2 separate regions of the Arachis hypogaea genome follow, and region 1 is linked to region 2. The links are chromatin contacts, called in public Hi-C maps. All regions are on one chromosome and are shown on one strand. The core of a region is the stretch at or near the end of the contact, and the rest is flanking DNA. Distances in the headings are between cores, read along the strand shown.

What was found. Hi-C and Micro-C count contacts between places; a contact is called where the count stands out from the background.
Region 1: a Hi-C map of an unstated tissue shows a contact between it and region 2, with 3 times the contacts expected there. The contact joins the promoter of LOC112801250 here to the promoter of LOC112801245 in region 2. A contact is called at or near these places in 2 of 8 Hi-C or Micro-C datasets (leaf and an unstated tissue).

What each region holds. Positions count from the first base shown.
Region 1 is chr5:37,148,191-37,155,366 of arahy.Tifrunner.gnm2.J5K5, forward strand. It overlaps LOC112801250 (small ribosomal subunit protein uS11-like), which reads left to right and starts at 2,697. Exons shown (of 8, transcript XM_025846953.2): 1 at 2,697-3,275; 2 at 3,503-3,530; 3 at 3,632-3,720; 4 at 3,825-3,935; 5 at 4,027-4,072. The coding sequence starts at 3,643.
Region 2 is chr5:36,967,624-36,974,342 of arahy.Tifrunner.gnm2.J5K5, forward strand. LOC112801245 reads right to left here and starts at 3,728. Exons shown (of 4, transcript XM_025843877.3): 1 at 2,936-3,728; 2 at 2,260-2,404; 3 at 1,797-1,856. It overlaps LOC112801246 (2-hydroxyisoflavanone dehydratase), which reads right to left. Exons shown (of 1, transcript XM_025843879.3): 1 at 6,236-6,719. The coding sequence ends at 6,407.

The DNA of each region.
Region 1 (7,176 bases), core at 1,447-3,946, 180 kb after region 2:
TATGATCCTCAGAATACTAATGACCTTTAGGAATTGGGAGTTAGTGATGGCGTGGGTGTAAAGTCTTTAATGCAACTTGTGTTAGTGATTAGATAAATAAAATAAAATAGAATAGAAGTTACTCACATAAATGTTTGATAAGCAATAAGCAATAAGCTACTTCGGACCTGTCTCAGCTGCCAATAAGGTTAGAAATCAGTATCTTTTGTCCATATATGTATTTATTGCTGTAAATCAATGGCTTATTGAATTCTATTTTTGGCTGCAGTTTTTCTCATCAAATGGTTTTCCTTGCCCAAGTCTCCAGAATCCTCCTGATCACTTTGTAAAAATTATTAACAAGGATTTTGAACAGGTAGGTAGAATATGAATCAATCTAAGATCTTTACTGAACAACAATTTATTTTAAAGGTTACAATGATAGGTAGAATAAAAATCACTCTAATATCTTTCTTGTTTTGCTTGATGGATTAAGTCTAGGTATAGCTTGCCACTTATTTTATGCCTTCAACTTTCTCTGATTTCTCATTCATATGAAGGTAAACAAAAACAACCCTCCTACCCCCAAAACACACATTCATTCATATGAATGGAATTTATGGAATGAAAACATAAGGTGGAGATGCTTTGATGTAAAATACTTGTTATATAAGTAGACAAGCATTTGATTTTAAATAACTGCATTATTATTGATCATGATAGTTTAGGTAAGTTAGTTTTAGTTTTAGGCCTGTAATATCTTATATGTACTCAAATTGATTCTTAACATATTAAAATAACTTGCTGGAGGTGAAAGGTTGGATCAAAAAATTAAAAAGAAGAGATTTGTTGGAGCTGTAGGAAATAGAGTCATGACTGGTGAAAGAGATGTGAAACGATCTGCTCTTCCAAAGGCAAATGCTGATTTGAAGATGCGTTTTTATGATACACAGGGTTTCAGGTAGTTTGTCTTATTATAGATTTCAGGACTTAGGTTTTAGTTGTCATGCTAATACTGACCAAATAGTTTTTTTGAGGATTTATTAGATTTTCCATTAATGATGATATATATGGAGTAATTTCACACACTGGTTTTCATCTAACAGAATTTGTTAATGGTAGAAAATATCATATGAATAATTCTATGCTTTTTGTGTATGTTAAAACTGAATGGATCATGGTCATGGTATTGAATCAACGTCACTGTTATAGGGTTGAGTTTGCTTTTTTGTGTTATCATTCTTGTCTTTCTTACTCTAAGATCAAATATTGTGTCTGTCCGTACTCTGTATATGGGCAATTACCTTATGTTCAGGAAATCAATTTAAGTAGCTGTTTGTCTTTTGTTCTAGTTGATTTCAAGACCAGTTGGTGGGAAAGTCTGGTGTTACCCCCAATCTTTCAACCTCTTTCATTGAGACACTTGAAGCCAATGAGCTTCTCAAGGTATCAATTTCAATTTCCCTGTTAATTGTGTTGTTATTTTTATTGGAGGAACATGCTTGAGAGATTGTCTCGCTTCAGTATTGTTATGCTTGCCATGTGTTTGATGAATTTCCTAAGAGAGATGGAAAAGAGCGGAACTTGTTTTTTGTGTTTCCTTTTTCCAATTCACAAGATTTAGGTACTTTCCTCTTGGATTGCTTATGAAATTGGGTGTAAGTTTTCTCATGTTTTACATTTGTAATTGGTAGTATTTTTCCTTGCTTGAAGTTGTTAGTTATTATTAAACCACTGTTTTGTGCCTAATATAATTGATGAGTACTACTTGTATGTACTACTTCATGACCAATAATTATTTTAGATCATTTTCGTTATTGTATATATTGTACTTATCCTTTTAGATCATTTTCGTTATCATTTTAGATCAACAATTTACTTAAAGACATAAACATGCAGGTCTTGGTAGGTCAGATGTATTACAGTGGTTATGGTGTTCCCAAAGATGACGAAAATGTGTGTTCTTTCTTTTATTTTGGTTTCTTCTTCTGCACCTGCAACAGCAGTAGCGCCCATCACCTTTGGCTTCAAGAATTTGATGGAAACTTTCACTGTTGATGTGCACAGAGCAGAGAACAGGCCACTGAACGTGCCTTTGATTGCACCTTTTACCGTTGCATCATCAAGGTTGGAGATGGTAGAGAACGTGGCCATTAGAATTGAACCCAGCAATGACTCTGTGGGATGGGGTGAGGCACCAATTCTGCCTTTTGTTACTGCTGAGGACCAGAAAACTGCCATGGCCAAGGCTTCTGAGGCATGTGCCTTTCTCAGGAGATGTCCTTCACTGACACTGGGTTCCATGTTGGAGGAAATTGCTGCTATTATTCCTGGCCATGAATTTGCTTTTGTGAGTGACATTCAGTTAAACTCTTCATCTTCATCATCATATTAATTTTTTCTACTCATTCTAATGTTTTCCTTTTGTACTTTTGAAAGGGACGTTTTGCATGCCCCTTTGCTACATGAATTCATATGGCTTTAAATTAACTACGATCCTTTTTATTATTGGTAATTAAGGAAATGAAACGAGACTTGTAAAATTTGAGAAAGTTTTAGTCTTCAATTAGACATTGTATTTTGTTGTATTTATTTGGTTGACTTTTACCATTATGCCCTGCTTTTTGCGCCTAAAATTTCTGCTTTGATTCTTGTCTTTGGTTGCTTTTGAGAAAATGTGTTGTTTCAAGGTAGCTTAGATTGTTTGAAAGTTGCTAGCTTTTCTTGTACAGGAATCAATATCAAAATGTACAAAGGAAAATGAATCTTGTCCTGGTGCTTTCTAAAGGATAATTCAACATTTTTCTTTCATAGTACATAATTTTCTCTTAATACTACTATAGCAATAAAGCTATTTTCATTCCGTTGGTTTATGTAATGTTAAAGAAACTGGGTTAATGGAAATAATAATAATAATAATAATAATAATGGAATGGTGGAAGTTGCAAAGAATAATAAGAGAGGACACAATAATAGTAGTAAGCAAACTGTTCATAGGAAATCCATTGAGACATTTGGTCAAAGAACTTCACAGTACAGAGGTGTCACAAGGTTAGTCAAATTTTTCACTTTCATTTTCATTTCATTATTAATTTTATCAACTATTTAAAACATACTTTTATTTTGCTTTTTTGGTTTTTATTTTATTTTTTGCCTTTTTATTTAAATATATATATTTTTTAACATTTTTTCCTTTTGATTTTCTTCTATTAGGCATAGATGGACCGGCATATATGAAGCACATTTGTGGGATAATAGTTGCAAAAAAGAAGGGCAAACTAAGAAAGGAAGACAAGGTAATTTGTGAAAAAAATAAAATAAAATAAAAAATTATATATTCTTCATTTGTTGACATTTTAAAATTTATTTGTTTGAATTTCTTCATTATTTTTTTCCCTTTTGCAAATATTTTTTGTCCAATTAGTATGGATAGTTATGAGCTGTTTCCAGTTTTCACTCTAACTTTTTCTCTCTCTCTTGTGAATATCCAATGTTCACATTGTGGATTACAAATTCAATCAAGTGAACGTTGCATGATATAGTTTAGTTGGGTAAGTTCTTAACTAAAGACTTTTATTTTCAACCATCTTCTTGTGATTGCTAATAAGTGTTTTTTTCTTTTTATTTTTTCTTTTATATGAATTGATTAAAGGTGGCTATCATATGGAAGAAAAAGTTGCAAGGGCTTATGATCTTACAACCCTTAAGTATTGGGGACATTCAATACACATAAACTTTTCGGTATATTCTATAGTTTTGTTTCTATTCTAATTATTATTCTTTCTTTTTTCTTTTATTTCATATTTATTCCAGTGATATAAAGATGCTATTTTTTTCATTATTAGAACTTGTTATGTTGGTTGTGCAATTGGGAATGTGATAAGGATACTGTTAGAGAGGGCAAGCATATTTTTGGTGTTGCTCACATTTTTGCATCATTCATTGACATTTTTAGTGTGAGTAAACTATGTTCGTATTTTCTCCTTGTTCTTATTTTATTTGAATTTGCTGAATCGATGGTTTTGATCGGGTGATTTCTCATTGCAGCATGTGATTGATTTGTCTAGAAAGGAAACCTTTGTCCGCATCACTGGTAAGTGTGTTTCTCTTTCCATTGTATTAAGCTATAAACAAAGATTCTTATTACATGGATACTTTATTCTATAACAGTTCTATAGCCAATTTCAATTTTTTGGGGTATTTGAAACTCCTGCCGTATATTTTTTACTTTTTTCAAGATTATGATTGGACTGAACGGCTGATGATCTCCTATTTTATGAAATTGTTTCAAAATACTGAAAATATTTATTTCTGTGATAAAAGAGTAGAAATAGGATTATATAGGAAGCTAAAACTACTAGTAGATAAGTTTGCACCAAAAGAACAACAAAGGTAAAGGAAAACAGAAAATGAAAATCTCCATATAAAACAAGATACTGATACAATGTAATAGTTTATGATGAATCCAATATTTTTAATTAATTTCTGTCCTCTACATATGCACTCTCCTGTGAAAATGGTACCTACTAGCATAGCCGAAGAATTCGCTGGCGTAAATGTATGATGGAAATGATATGACATTTGGGATATCATCAAGAATGGCTAGCGTTGTTTTAATCACTCTGTGTGTATTTATGTAAAAATTTCACAATGAAATTTTGATAATTAACTTGGCACTATTGTCTTTGTTCTTGATACATTGTAAAAACAAAAAAATTTCAATGAAAATTTGATAATTAACTTGGTACTATGGTCTTTGTTCTTGATACATTGTAAAAACTAAACACCATGTTTGGTTCTATTGCTAATATCAAATACTGGTTATTTTGAAATACTATGAATGTTTGGATACAAGTTAGATAAAAATTAGATGAAAATTTGTATTCATTAAATTTATATTTATTTTGTATGAAAACTGGTTTATTTTGCAATAGAAAAATCTAAAAAAATGTTTTACCTTACTGACGGATTTACAGACGAATTTTCCGTCTGTATTTAGAGTTTGGAATGCTTTCAAGGCTCCAATTCCGTCGGAGAATCCGTCTATAATTACAGACAGAAAATCCGTCAGAAAATTCGTCTGTAATTATCAACAGAAAATCTGTCGGAAAGTTTGTCGTCCTCGAAATATGAATGGAGAATTTACAGAGGAAAAATCCGTCGGTAACTAGTAAAAATCCGTCGGTAATTTTCCGATGGAAAAAAATTCGTCGGTGAATAATTTTCGATGAGCTTTTACAGAGGGACAAAATACGTCTGTAATTTTGTCGGTAACCAAAAATTCGTCTGTAATAAAGACTAAATCTGTCTGTATTAATTCATTTTTTAGTTGTATTTAAATTTATAAATTTAAAAATAATTTACTATTAAAAGATATTAATATTAAATAAATTCATATATAACAATAACACACAATATATAATTCGGGATTATACTAATTTGTAAAATTACTTAATACAAAGAAAAACATAATTAGGCTCTATAGTTAACGACAAGTATTGTGAAATTGCCATATGTGTTCAATCAAGTCCTCTTTTAATTGTCTATGTTGCTGCCTATTTTCAAGTTAGGCATTTCTTTGGAGAAATTGATGGTATGATGCAAAATCTTTTTCTCCCAACTGAGGTTGTGATAAGCCATTTTCGACATCATCATACTCTAAGCATTGAGTAAAATTTTCTGCATAAGTGTCTCTTTCATCCTCAACAATCATATTATGCAATATAATACAAGCTCTCATTATGTTGGCAAGCTTCTTCTTTTCCCAAAAACGAGCTGGACCACGTATAATTGCAAAGCGTGCTTGCAACACTCCGAATGTTCGCTCCACATCTTTTCTTTGCCCTTCTTGGTATTGTGCAAATAACTTACGTTTCTCCCCTTGTGGCTTTGAGATTGATTTGATAAATGTGGCCCATTCAGGATAAATATGGATGAAAATGGAAAATGTGGTGTTTGTGAATTTTGATTTTGCGGTTGGAATATAGGAAATTGATTATTATAAGGAGCTTGACAATTGAAATTAAAAAGATTTTGTGGATTTAGATTTTGAAATGTATTCGGTAGTGTGAAGTTTTAATTTGGAACTTGAGAGTTTGAGGTTTGAGATTGTTGGGTAGTTGGAATTTAAGGAAAGTTTTGTAAGTAATTGAAGAAAGAGTTGAGTTGGTTTGAATCCTTTTTTTCAAACAAAAAATAATATTAGCAAAACTTTGATTTCTGGAAGAAGATGAAAAAGAGTAGTAGAAAGTGTGAGAATAGAAGTGTATCTAAGTGGTATATATAGAGTAACAAAATATAATTTATTAATAATAATGGTAACATAGTAACAGCTAGTTTTCAACAGCTAATTTTGCAACGGTTAGTTTTGCAACGGCTAATTTTGTAACGACTAATTTAATATAATAATATAAATAATATTCAATATTAATTATGACAAAAATAATTAATATAAATCATTAATTAAATAGAAATTTGATTATTTAATCTAATTAATTATTATAATTATTATTAAATTAATTATGATTTAATTATGATTTAAATAATTAATTAAAATAAATAATTATATTTTTATTTAATTAATTATAATTTAATTATTTAATATAATTATTTATTTAATTATAATTTAATATCTAATACTAAACTATTAATAGAGGGTTGTCAGGTAGTGGAAATCCACCGTGTCATGCTAAAGAGAGCTTGAGAGTTGGACATTTTATGGTATTCTCTAAACAGTTAGTTCATGTGTGGTCTCTCATTCGATCATTTATTTTTTTCAAGTAAACTTTGCTTCTTAAAACAACTTCTTCCTTCAATTAATTCTCCTTCGTCTTCTAATTTAATATTTATTTCCTCTTCACCTAATAAGTATCAAAAACCTAAAATTTTAAATTTGAATGGCGAAAAAAGGATATAATTATAACCCAGCATTTATTGTTCAGTTTGTATAGTTGCTTCAATGTCTTTAATATTTTCTAACAACTCCTCCTCTTATTCTCTTTCACTCCCAATAATGTTATTCACTCTTTTATTTCAATTAATTTTCTCTTTCTTTTTTTTTACCTATTTTTCTAATTTTTAGTGAATTTCAAATTTTGAATTTAACTGCCATACATCATACGAATCACTCTTACTTATTTATAACCCCTTAATTTTATTATTCACTGCAATTTTGTGATTGCTCCTCCATTTTCTTAT
Region 2 (6,719 bases), core at 2,478-4,977:
ACACGTTGCCAAAGAAAATAGTGTATAAATGCATACAGTATTATCTATTATCTCTCTGTCACTCTTACATAGTTACTATAAGCTATTATTGGAACTTTCAATAATAACTTATAGGCAAGAATTAAGAAGCTCTTCAATATTTGCTAGTGACTTAGTAAGTCATACAAACAAGTTCGAGATCAAATTGAGTCTTCTAACCAATTTCAGTGAAGTAAAGAAAAGAAAATCAATGTTTTAGGGCAGTCCCTTTTTATTCGTTATGTTTGCACAAGACCTGAATTTAGTCCACAATTTATCGACTTTCTACCAAAAGAAAAAACCTTAAAAGATGCACAATATATAGCAAAACAATGCAAATCTTCCATGGAAATCAATGAGATATGTTCTTAATCACAAAATTCTAAAACTGAAGAAAATAAAGAAGCATTCAGTTAGTGATCCTCCAAATACAAATTTAAAAATTCTAAGCCAGAACTTCTACATTCTTTCAAAAATTTAATCATGAATATACAAATTGCTACATATAGTAATTAACTACTGCCATCCAGTCGAAGTGAACAGGAATTAAGAATTTTATCAGTGGGAGATTGTGAATCTAACCTTGAAAATTCATCACATAACCATTACTAAAACAACCTTTTAAAACACCTGGAGCTGAATAATAAAATACTTTGGACCTGGAAAGACCAAAAGAGCAACACATATGTGACACTTGACCAATATTTCACTGAAACACAAATGTATAAACAATTATCCATCAAAAAAGTCAGAATAAAACCCACTTTTGAGAGACCGGCACCGAATGTGACTTCGCAATCCTTACTACTGACAGAAAGAGGCCAGTGTAGGAACGTGATCTCCACCCCATCGGAACAAACTAACTGCTCTAACGCATTACCACCTCTTTTTAAAGTTCTTAATAATGCTTCTCCTGATGTTAACAAAAATTAGCAATTTCTATTACTCTACTACACAATTTGGTGCTACATATACATAGGTCTCAAGCATACCAAACTACAATGTTCTTACAACTTTTTTCTTAAAAATAAATAAATAACTAAAATTAGTTAATTTTAGAAGAACAATCAACATCACTGAGCTAGATATACGCAAGGCATCAAAAGGAAGGGAAAACATGAGTGCATTCTATCACTCACCAGACCAGACCATCGGTATTTGGAAGCATAAATGTGACATTTCATCAAACAGTTTGAGGGCATAAAAATTAAAACCAAAAACAATAATAAAGACAGAGACAAGGAAGCGTGAGTAATAATCAACCGGCAAACAAAGCAAATTGGGAAAACGAAGGGCAAGGAAAAAACAAAGAGGAATCAGAACGATTGGAGTAAATAACTCACCCAGAACAAACAAGTCAAGGTCTACCATGTAGTTGGAAATAGAGGTGTTCGCGGTGCGGTTTGGTTCGGTTTTTGAGAGAAAGGTCATCCGATCCGATCATCTAATTAAATTGCGGTTCAGTTTGGTTCGGTTTTTTTAGCGAGACCATCTAAACTAAACCAAACCAAACCAATTAAAATCGATTTGATTTGGTTCGGTTTATTTGGTTTTTTCAATCAATTCAAAAAAAATACTACCATACTTGTCTGGTCTGAAACAGCTAGCACTGAATGTTTGTTTAAATTGAAGTAATCCCAAATACAGGCCTAACATAATTTTTAACCAGGAAAAGAAAAGAAAGACAAAAGGGGAAAGCATTATTGATTACAGATGAGGGAAAAAGAAAGCAAAACATAACCACATAATAAAAAATATAAAAATAAATAAATAAGCACCTTTTTCTGTTCTACTCCTTTGATTTTGCACACCAGTTCATATAGGTCCCTTATGTTCGCCTAAATTATATCAGAGAAACAGAAAAGCAATAATCAGAACTACGTTGGTCTAACATTTCAATTATCACATTATGCCAAGTTAGAACCAAAGTAGATGGCCTTGGAAAATATGCTAATAAGAAAGAATAGAAGAACTTTACATATAATAGCAAATCATGTTCTTTACATGCAATAGGCTATCAAGTAATGTCAGTGTTCCAATGTCTTCCTCACAAAATACTCAACAGTATTTTTTCTTTTTGGATAAAAGATGAATATCATTGACATAATAATGCCAATGTGTATTACATATGCTTTTAAAATTGAATAGGTGTCGTACTTTAACGGATTCAATACTCATCTGTACTTAGTGCAACATAACCGCAAAACCAACAAGACAACCCCATATGAAATCAGTTGGTACCTTTTTGCTTAATTTTACAGTTGACACACTGTTATCTCTGGCACCAGTCAACTCCAAAATGAGTGGGTGAACCTCAACACTATATTGCTTCTGTGCAGCACCCTGCGAGATCAACTTCCTCGGTAATGCTGGTCCACCTTTATACCTAGACCATGGTAGACAGAAATCTGTTACATATTGTACAAATCAAACAGTAGTGACCATCAGATGACACAATTGAAATATAACCTTAACCGCCCAAGTTCCAAGACTTCTCCATTTATATGTTACCTTCATGATGTCAATACCAAAACCTATTAAAAGATAGCAGATACAATGATGGAGGTAATCTAATACTTCAAATCTGCTTCCATTTTCTCATTATTCAAATTTATCTTACCATACTGATTTCAATCTCTTCCTATCAAGATCCAGAACCTCTAAGACTTGATAAATCATACTAAATCACTTCAAAAGTAATTTTTTATTTTATATTATTTTTCCAGAAAAACTAATAATAATAATAAACCAGAAGCAGTTTCAGATAAAATCTTTAGATATTATCACTTTATCAGATAACAGATATTCAACAATACCAACAATACAAAGTACAAACCAAAGCAGTTTCAGTAATTCAACAGAACAGCAATTGAAAATGAAAAACAAACAGAACAGCAATTTCAGTCAAATTACATACCTGACTCGGTGGCTCGGGCTCCATCTCTGACTTGAATCGGTGACTGGGTGGGAGGTGTTGTGTTGTGGGTGGCCAGAAACGCTGCTGGGTGGTGGCGTGGTGCGGCCTGCTGGGTGCGACTGTGCGAGGGTGGTGCTGGGCTGCTGGGCGCTGGCTGTGGCTGTGGCTGGGGCTTTCGTGGTGCTCTCTCTGTCCGCGAGGAGGTCCTGGGAGCAGTGGGAGGAAAGATTCGGCGGCGCTGGGAGGTGGTGGGAGGAACGGTCTCGCCGGCGCTGGGGTGCAGAGAGCGAGACTGTGAGAACCGAGAAGAGAGGGGCTAGTTTCCGTTAGGGGGTGGGACGTGGGGGTTACTGACTTACTGGGTTAGAAGAAGTTAGGTCACGTTCATTTGGGGGTGCTTTAGTGTTCAACGTTCACCTTCTCTGTACACAATTTTTTTTTAATTATTAAAGATTTTGCTGATTTATTCATACAAATTATAATCTCATATTCTCGTCATTATTAATTACCACCTTATTGTGCTACACCTAGTGATAGCATCACATTGTGATTTTCACTGTCAACACCATAGAATTTTCCAATATGAAATTGATAAAGCAGAGTTGAAGGTCCCATAATATTTTAATAAGAGTCTTTTGGGTCCTTGCATAGTGCATACTAGCATGTTTACCAGTTACACTGAAACTCTAGATATCCACTTCTACACTAATTTAATAATTTATCAGATAAGACTAAAGGGTTGGTACTGCAAATACTACAATCTTATGAAATTATAAACACCGAAAAAGATAACAAAGTAAACATGGAAACAGCCGATAACCTTAAAAGTAGTACAAATTAAAGAAAGTATTGTAGAAACACGATTGCGAAGCAGAGAGTTGAAGTTGCTTCATCTTGGATACGAGTTCTCCTTCAGCAATTGTGGTCTTCCAGCAATAAAGTCAGATTCATCAAGTCTCAGTGTCACCAGTTACTACTTTTGCAAGATAGTGTTGTCAGAAGCTCTAGTTCAAGCTTACTACATTGTTTGGCATAAAGCTTGACTGCATAACTTCCATCACCATCAGGTTGTGTCTCATGGTGAAGGCTTGCTATGGCAAAAGACGCATCTTCAATTCCTTTGGCCTTCTTCATGGCCTCTTCCATATCCAATGTCCCAAAATTCTGCGTGAAAATAGACTTATTAGTGCTCAGGTGCTTGGTTATTCGCTTCACAATCTCATCTCTGGTGTTCTGACTAAGAGGCCATAACTTTATTGAAATAGGTCCTTTAAGGAAGTTCCACTCCACACCATCCATTGCCATTGCAATCAGACCTACAACATGCAGGAACAGGTGTTACACTAACCAGAAGGCAGAAGCCTTTATTCTTCTTGAAATTGGGGATAAAACTTGAAAATATTAAATATTCAATTAAACGTTAACAATCTTTATTATTGTTTTCCCTCTTCCTTCCTTTAAACGCATGAAAAGTTGGACACACGTACTCTGAAGTTTAAATAATTTGACTAAGCCAACATTGTACAGGACTACAGGGTAAATTATATAATAAACTATGATGAGTATAATCTATAATAATTTATGTTAACATAATAATACAGTTTCCAATGATATATAGTATTAAGGTAAAGCGGCAAACGAAAGAATAAACTGCAGGCCAAATAAAGTGACATAAAAATCATAAATGGGGTGAATTACAAATGAATAGCGTGGAAAGACGTATTTTGATTTTATAGTTTTAAGTGGCATGATAGTCGGTTTGAAAAATCCAAAAAGGAGTAAAACAGGAAGATCAAACAATGGAAAGTGTTTGGTCGGTCAGCAAAAGTAAACAACAGAAAAGAAAACATATACTTAGTAAGTTGGCTAGCCCACAAATCTTGCCTTTAAAAATGTAATCGAGCGATCTGTTTGATTCTGAACTGATGAGACTATATGCAAAGGGAAGCAAGCGAGGATGATAGTATGCAGGAGAAAGCGTAATGAAGCACAAAATGTGGGAGCAGTAAAATGGTGCAATCAAATTTTGATTTGTAATACAAGTTTCGCATGTATATATTAACGGCTCACATATATATTTGCCGCTGCTTGCGGTAACCACCTAATTAGAAGTAACAACCGGCTCTTTTTAAACATTATTGATTATTGAAGGGAGTTACTATTGTTGTCATATATAGATAGATATCTTTCCACTTTCAGCTTCCTTCTTTGTGTTTAACTTAAAAAATATATATTTAAAAGGAAGTTTTTCTCTTTGTTAAGTGTAAAATGATAATATAATTAACACCAGTCTGATCTTATTATTCATTTGATTAAATAGGTAATGTACTTTGGTACAAATCTTCAAAGGGATTGCAAAACTTATTATTTTTAGAGGGATATCAAAACTTATTATTGTTAAGTGCAAAACGTGACAGTGACACGCAAGATCTGCCGAATTCCTACCCAAGATAAACCCTTTTTCTGCAAAATTGACTTTCAGAGGATTGCAAGTCAAATTCACCTAGCTAAAGTTTTCCTTTTAATGGTTTTTTTTTATCACGTCTTTTCAATGAGTCGTCTTCTTCAACTCAAATATCTTTTCTTTGTTAAGCTGAGCTTTTTTTTTTTTTTGAGAAATATTCAAACGACTATCAAAATTTATTTTTTTTGTTATTAATTAATTATTAATATTTAAAAATATAAATTAAAAATATGTTATTAAATTAAAAAATTAAATTAATGACTAAAAATGATTATAAAAAATAAAAAAATTTTAAAATTTTTTAAAGATAGTTATATATAATATGTAAATTTAATAATAATTAGAATTTGGTATTAAAAACGCAGAAATAAATTTATGTCGGATGCAAGGGCAACTCATGTTTGTTGTGGTGAAGGAGGAAAAAGATAAAAAACTTTAGGGCGGGGCCCAGGGAATCAGAACCAAATATTATTAATCATAGACCCATCATCCTTCAGATAAGGGTGTAATATTTTCATTGTTTCTATTATTATTACGAAAAATACTAGATAAGTAATTTTTGTGATTTATAATCATTAAATAGTTATTAAGATAATTTTAATGGTATGAGATTAGTATAAAATTTTATTCAATAACTTATTTTTTTTTTTTTTACATATTAACCAGAATTTAACAAAATTATTAGCTCCTAAACTTTTTTTATTATTATTAGATAATTAGATAAGATGACTACAACCACCAGAAACTTACATTGAAAGAGAAAATAAACGATAGTTGAAATTTGAAAATTCAAACGGAGAATTGCGTTGAGAGGTATAGACATTAGACACCAACACTTAAGGCAAGAACTTGCATACCCATCACTTTAATTATCGAGTATTATGAAAGAAACTTTGGCAAATGCAAAATTACTCACTAGCACACAAATTGCAATACATCCCTTAATTTTAATTTTCAGTAGCATGCCTGTAATATGTAACTAAGAAGAAGAAGACACGTTATAAGATTCAGTGAAGGATAAAGTGAGCCAAGCGTTTCATGAGTTTCAAAGCATTTTCGGATTCGGGAGTGTGAATGTTAAAAACATGGTCCTCGTGTTCAGCTTCGTAGAGTTCCAGATGACCATGCCACCCACTGTTCTTAACAGCTTGATAGTACCAAACCCCTCTGTCCCTTAATGAATCCTTTTCAGCAACGCAAACTATTATCTTGGAGCACCCAAGAGTAGCCAAGCTGGGAGCCTCAGGGGCCAAGGGATTGATCAGTGGGTTATCCAACCCGCCTGGCGCATTCGGATACACCAAACCCCACACCACATAC